Linked DNA regions of Hordeum vulgare: region 2 is linked to region 1. A link is a contact called in public Hi-C data. All regions are on one chromosome and are shown on one strand. Each heading gives the region's core, a stretch centred on a gene start, on an enhancer-like site or on the middle of the called end of the contact. The rest is flanking DNA. Distances are from core to core; before and after follow the strand shown.

Region 1 (3,679 bases), core at 330-2,829:
ACTAATCAGCCAAAACCTTAAGGGGGCATAATCCCACAAGCAGGAGTCAAGGATCTCCCACAATCTCCTCTTTAGATCCACTGCCACCGACAACTGGTTGCCATGACATGGGATTTCCATGCGATGGATCTTCACCCTTTCCTTGCTTGTGAGATAATGGTGTTGTATTGTTGTCAACTTTTCTCCACATCGAGCACGGGGGAGTAGCTCCCCCCCCCCCCCCCCCCCCACACACACACCCACCCACCCACCCACCATGCAACCATCCCCGACGCACTCCCGCCAGGGGGAGTAGCCTAGAGTAGTAGCGTTGACTCTCGCACTCAAGCCCATAGCAGCCACCGACGCCATCGCGGCAAGCCCTATCGCCGACTTGAAGCAAATGGTTTCGATGTTAGAGAACTGGAGCAACGAAAATAAACATGTGTCGTTGTGATCATTTGGGGGTGAGGAAACAATTACTGTGTGCGTTCAATTCCCTAGTAGTGGAATTTTATGATTCAATCGAATATGTTTTTTGATGTAAATATCTTGTCATCCCTGCTTGTGTGTATTAAATCCCACTGGCTGCTTTAGCCGGAGCTTTTCTTGAGATCAAGTGCAAGTTGAACAGTCAAGCAGTGGTATGCCTAGCCTGCGGCAAACTGTGTTTAGCCTCAAACACAGCACTAGTAAACATGATCCATATTATATATCGTCCACTTGCCATACATTTAGCTCGATACAGACACAGGGCAAGCAAAGCAAAAAAGATGCAGCGTCTTATCTGATAGTACATACATATATCACCACTAGCTAGCATGTGCACACCAAATCATATCCGCAGCCCGCACTCAAGCAGGAGAAACATATGCATACATAATCCGCAAGATACGCATCCACGAGAGCATGATTTAGTTGGCACAGACATGCGAATAAACATCTCCAGCCAGCGCCATGATAATAATAATACCAGCAACAAGCAGAGCAAAAAAAAAAGCACGAAACGGTTGGAACGTATCCCGCGCCGAATCCACGTGCTGACTTTGTTTAGTTAGCACCTCCCACTCCACGCCGTGCCGCGATCATGCTCGCCCGCGACGGAGGAGGCCCCGGAAAGAGAAGGATCGGACGCGATCGGACCCCGGGGCAGGTCAAATGGTTTTCAATCAATCACCAAGGAACATAATCACCCAACGCTAAGATAATAATAATAATAATAATAATAATACAGTACGTAATAACGAGGAGTATTTTAGCCGCCGATGATACGACGCAACGCGTGGCGCCACGACGCGCGGATGGCCGTCGTACCACCGGTGGCGATCGATCCCTCCTCCCGCGTCGGACGTACCGGGGAAAAGGGAAAGGGTGACGGAGAAAAGTGGAAGGGAAGGGGGGTGGAGAGATTCCCCGACAGCAAAATCTAGAGGAGGGGGAGGGGGAAAGCATTTCCCGTGCCCCACGAGCTGGCCACCGCCGGCGGGGCCCGCACGGGCGGGCGCGCCCGGGCCCACCCCCCTCTCTTCTCTCTCCACCACGCTCGCGGGCACCCCCCCCCCCCCCCCCCCTGAAGAAGGAGAGGAGAGGAGCCTTCATCACTCGCCTGCAGGTGCGCCGGGTCATCAAATGCTCGTACTCCCTCCCGCCTCCCGCCCGGCTGCTTAAAAGGCCGTTCTCGGTGCCGCCTGTGACCTCACCTCACCTCACTCCGGTGCAACGCCTCGCACTGATAATTCTCTCTAGTATCTTTCTTACCATTACCGCTAGTAGGAGCCAAGGAGGAGGACCTGCTGCTGCTGCTGCTGCTGCTGGGGTGGTTGTTTGTCTGGTGGAGAGGAGAGGAGAGGGAGATGGAAGGAGGAGGAGGCGCGGAGGGCGTGACGAGGGTGCTGCTGGTGGACGACTCCCCGGTCGACAGGAAGGTGGTGGAGCTGGTGCTCGGCAGCAACACCTTCGCCGGCTCCTTCCACGGTCAGCTCCCTTCCCTTCCATGCCTCTCTTGACATCGAATTCCCTTTAATGGCGAGGCCGTTGACTTCTTGCTCCGTTAATTCGCTCGGCCCATGCGCGCGCCTTCTCTTGAACAGCACGCGTGCGCACTGCAAACTGCAGATAGAGCATAATCGATCGTCACGGTCCCATGTTTTCAATCTTCCTTTCATTTCATTTCCTTCCCCATCGCCACGGCGTTTCTGAGCTTTTTACCACAACATGTTTTGCTCTGTACTAAATCTTACTACCACATCATACAGTCATCGCCGTCGACAGCGCCAAGAAGGCCATGGAGTTCCTGGGGCTCAAGGACGGCAAGGTAACAAACAATTCCAATTCCAATTCCATCCGCTCTGTCTGTCCACGGCACATCGCCGCCTCGCATTCACTACTGCATAGCAATCATCAACTGCAAAGCGGGCAAAGACTTGCTCCTCCCCTTACTTAATTTCCCCCCACTTTTGGCCGTTGGCTTGGCGCCACGGCGGCGAGCCACTTGTCGGTGGCCAGCCGGCCGTACGGGGAAGGGGCTCGCGCATGCGCGCGTGAGGGTTTTGTGTTCTTGGGAGGGGAGGACGGGAGGGCAGAAAAAGGTCGCGACACTTTTTTATGGGGGGAAAGGGATAAAAACTCGCCGTCTTACAGCGGCCTGCCGGGGCTGTCTGGTAGCCACAGGACAACGAGAGCACAAGTTAAAAGGCATTGTTGGAGAAAGGTGTTGCTTGGATTAGTAGGGTGATAATAATAATATGCTATGCTAATTGTTTTCTGTCACCTGTGGTGTTTGTCTGCAGGAGCAGGCCGTCGACATGGTGCTCACTGACTACTGCATGCCTGAGATGACCGGCTACGACCTCCTCAAGGCCATCAAGGTATACAACCTCGCTGCACATGCAGTACCTATTTCCTTTTCCACATTTGTGTTGTCAGTCATTGTTCTGGCTGGTACAAGATGTCCAATGCCCCTGGAATTCCCATACTGATTTCCATGGATGTTTTCAGGCGATGAGTCCTCTGAAGCCGATCCCGGTGATCGTCATGTCGTCAGAGAACGAGCCCCAGAGGATCAGCAGGTGAGCCTTGATTTTGTTTCCCCTTTTCTTCTCTCGAGCATCCATTTTTGTTCCAAGTCGATGCGGCTATGGGGGTGGTGGCAAAAAAGGTTGCCTTTGCTGCGACAGTAGGCCGTACGTCATGGGGCTAAAGCTCAGCTAATAATAACATGGATTCGTAACCACAGTGCTTTGCTTCAGTAAATACTCTGCAGTCAGTTCATTATGCTGCCTGTCCTTGGTCTTCGCATTAAGTATCAGTGAATTTTGAACATCCCATGGAGATCTCGCTTTCCTCTGTGCATTCATTGTGTCTTTGTAATCTATCGGTTGTACTATACAGAATCCTGCGGCTGATACCTGATAGTAACCGGTTTTAACTTTTTGCTGGGGACAGATGCCTCAAGGCCGGCGCCGAAGATTACATCGTGAAGCCTCTTCAGAGCAAGGATGTGCCGCGCCTGAGGAGCTGCTCAAACGCGAAGCCCAAGGAGCCCCCATGCATCACAGTGAGCAAGAATGCGGACCATATGGCTGCTGTCGACGGCACGACGTCGCTGCGACGGCGAGCACACCTCACCGATATCGCCATGGCACGTCACGACTCCTAGCTCCATCTTATTACCGCACCGTCGAACCGTATGATGTTCCAG
Region 2 (3,679 bases), core at 735-3,234, 660 kb before region 1:
TACGCCTGAGTGGGTAACAATTTATCCAACAGTTGGCGTCTGGCATGTTCACACTCCTGTTTAGGAACATTATGCGATATGGCTACAACTAGAAGTCGAGTATCAGTAAGGGAGGATGGATTGACTACCAAAGTTGTTTCGGTATGAGAAAATGTGAGAGACACATGATGGAAGTGACATGTGGAAGTAATAAAACTATCAACGGGGAGGACCATACATGCTAAACTCCATCGTTTGGGGGTGACCTTAAAAAGTGAGCATGGAAGAATTCAATAGTCAATGGAAGGAAATTAGCAAGCTTAAGGACTTGTTGGCTCGATTGAAGGAAGAACGTGGATGTAGGGGGGTGTCTAGGTACGAATCAAGCTGGAAGATCAACTTGAGGAATTGTTCCATCAAGAGAAGATCATGAGGCGTCAACAACCTTGAGTGTAGTGGCTAAAAGAAGGCGGTAGAAATACATATTTTCCACCATAAAGCTACTATGCCAATAAGAAATATAAGATCGCTATACTCACAAGAAATGATTGGCTAGTCAATGTAGACACGAAAGAAAATGAAAGAGATGATCAATTGTATTTATGGGGATAGGGTCCGAGACTACTCCTAGTGGGTGGAGGACGACACACTATGTAAGGTTGAATCAACCGTCGGCTCGGAGAGCCTTCCCGCCTCCCTCCTCTACTTTGACCGGATGTCGGCTACCGCCTTGACATAAATGGATGCAATGCTCATACCAACCTAATAAAATGTGGCTTCTCCCACATCGAGGATGCACATGCGTTCGTCGACCGCGCAAGCGCAATTGTCATGACAACCGAAGCCCCCCCCCCCCCCGCGCGCATATGTGAAGTCACTTCCAAACATAGGAAGAATCTGTAGTTTAAATTCTAGCAGAAAGTTGAGTTTAAATGATTGTTTAAATCCTAGTTGTAATTCATGTCCTTGTTGAAATCTAGCAAAAACAAAAATCATTCCCAAGACGGAGAAGGAAGTGATCTTGTAGTCAATGACAAGCGGATTCCCTGTGAAAAAAAGCTCCGTTAGGGCATCTCCAACGCTAACCGGTAATCTGATATCGTAAATGTTTGTTTTTATGTCCGGACGCGGTTCATGGACATGGGAGGAAGTCATCCACTGCTATTTACAAATTAATTTGGTTTGAGAAAAGAAAGTAAAAAAGAGACCATCCATGTGATGGATACTGTGGTGTGTTGTCCTGTTGAAAGAAGAGAAATGAGATGGGGATCATGCATGTGAAAAGAGCGAAAAAAAAGAACCACTTGTTTTTCTTTGTTAGTCAATTGTATGTCCGGACCCGCATAGCTCCTCAAGTTCCATAATGATATGACATTACGGCGACCGGTGCTTGTGGGATTACCTCATAGGTGAGGCAAACTAGCATCGTTTCTCAGGCCTTGTAGATCCCTCTCGCCCTCCGGCCGCTTTCCTTGAATCTTTCCTCTTTCCTCTTGCTACAGAAGAGTCGTCCCTATCAAGGCTTAATTTGACAAGGAGGCCGCCCCGTGATGCATGCAACCCATCGGGTTAATTATCAACGAGGCCGCCCGTGATGCACGACGTACCTATGACGACGATGCCCCGGTACCGGTGGTCGGCAAGCACAGTCGTAGCTCAGAACCCATCAAGCCGACCAATCTAGTACTAGGTTCAGAAAGAAAAGCACCACAGACAATTATGAATGAAGCAGAGGAAATGCCAGAAAAGAAGAGACGGCACCGACGAGAAACAGCGAAAGAACGAAATCGCAGGTAAGGTGAGGTCAGGGCCGATCGCAGCCGTCCAGTCCACCTGGCGATCAGCCGTCCCACGTGTCCGCGCTGGCCGCGGGCCCCGCCGGCGCCACGAGGGACACGTTCCCCGAGCCAGCGCAGACCAGATCCCACGTCCGCGCCATGATTGGGAGGGCCGATGAGCCGGCCCCGGATAAAGCCGCGATCGAGTGCGTCGGAAGGGAAGGAAGGCATCCCGATCCGCCATTTCATGCAACCACATACTACTCCGTATATACACGGAGTAGTATTATATTAATCGAGGGAAACGCCCCCGGCAGCCAATGGGCGCGCCTCTGGATCTCGCCCTCGTCTCTAGCGTCTCTTTCTTTTATACCGCCACCTGACTTGTCCCGCCCGCCTCCTTCTTCTACCTCCCTCCCTCCCTCCACTTTTTCCACGGCCTTCCGTTTTCCGTACGCCCTGTGCCTTGCGGGACTCGTACTCTTCCATTTCCGTCTCCGTCGGCGTTTCCCAGGGGAGGAGGCCGCTCTTGATCACGAGAGGAGCACAGCAGGCGCAGGGGGATTCAGGGCCGTCAGGTAATCTCGAGCTCCATCTTGAGCCGCTTGTTGATTTGCATTCCTTTCTTTCTCGTTTCCCGTCCAAGCTTTCCGTTGCTTCTCGATATTGATAGAGCGAGCACGTTCATCCCCGATTGGTTCTCAGAGGAGAAGAGCGGTACCTAGATGCTGCTACTCTTTCTAATTAGCTAGCGCGAAGGGCGTAGAACACTTGCAGGCCAGAGAAGTACTGCTGCTACGTACGTTCAGCAAGAACTAGTGCCGCTTAATTTGATCAGCTAGGCTTGTCTCAACGACAAGGAAACGCAAGGCCAGGCTCGATCCCGACGTGGCAGCCACACGGTGAGCCTCTCGGTTGTCCTCGTGCACACGTCAAGTTGTGATAGGAAAGCGTATGGAGCACAACAAATTTTGAACAAGAAAGAAAACTGCATGGTCTCGTTTTCTCTCTCCAGGAGACATCCCAGCTATGTATCATCATGGTCTAGAACTCGAGATCATAAGTGCTAGACCATGTAATAGAACTCGTTCTGTTGCTGGCTCTATACGAGTACACATTGAATCATTGATACACGTACCTTCTGCAAGCTGTACATTAGTGCCCTTTTTGGTAGCATTCCGTTGCCCTGTTCATTTGAACCTTGAAACCGAACTCTTTCCAACATGTATTACACTACTCAGCTGAGCAGAATGTGATATAACACGAATCGATTCAATACTAACCAGCAATAAGCCGAAACCCAGTAGCGTAATTTAATTAACTACTCTGCATGCAATGGATTAGCTGAGTTCGTATTATACAGTACTCTCTCCAATTTTAAACATATTTAAAAAAAATCACTATGAACTACTCCCTCTGTCCCAAAATAAGTGTCTCAAGTTTGTACTAATTTTAGTACAAAATTATAATAGAGTTGAGGCACTTATTTTGAGACAGAGGGAGTATATATGAAATAAAATGAATGAACTATATTTTAATAAAATATATTTATATACATTCGTATGTAATCCGTAATGAAATTTTAAAAAGACTTAGGAGTATTAGAATTAAAAAGAAAGAGAATTTCGTAGTATATAGTATTCCATCCGTCTTAAAATAAGTATCGTTGCTCTATATAAAATTTATATTAATTTATTATTAAATGTGTGACATTTAATTTGGAACGGAGGGAATAGTGCAATTAAAAAGAGAGAGGATGCGATTACTTTTGAGCGACTCTTCTTGTCCTCTTGTTCACATGTGGGAAGGATAAAGATGAATGGAGCAGTGAGTCCGCTGATTGATCGATCCGGAAAGGTAACAATATAGAATCCAGTTGGAATGGGTTATCTTACATCAGGATCGAGTTAACAATGATGAGA

The links. Hi-C and Micro-C count contacts between places; a contact is called where the count stands out from the background.
Region 2: a Hi-C map of leaf shows a contact between it and region 1, with 3 times the contacts expected there. The contact joins the promoter of LOC123426799 here to the promoter of LOC123426797 in region 1. A contact is called at or near these places in 3 of 6 Hi-C or Micro-C datasets (leaf and seedling).

Annotation. Positions count from the first base shown.
Region 1 is chr2H:489,692,957-489,696,635 of MorexV3_pseudomolecules_assembly, reverse strand. LOC123426797 (two-component response regulator ORR1-like) reads left to right here and starts at 1,579. Exons shown (of 6, transcript XM_045110687.1): 1 at 1,579-1,953; 2 at 2,235-2,293; 3 at 2,769-2,846; 4 at 2,977-3,047; 5 at 3,424-3,619. The coding sequence starts at 1,833.
Region 2 is chr2H:490,350,781-490,354,459 of MorexV3_pseudomolecules_assembly, reverse strand. LOC123426799 (chloride channel protein CLC-c-like) reads left to right here and starts at 1,984. Exons shown (of 8, transcript XM_045110688.1): 1 at 1,984-2,335.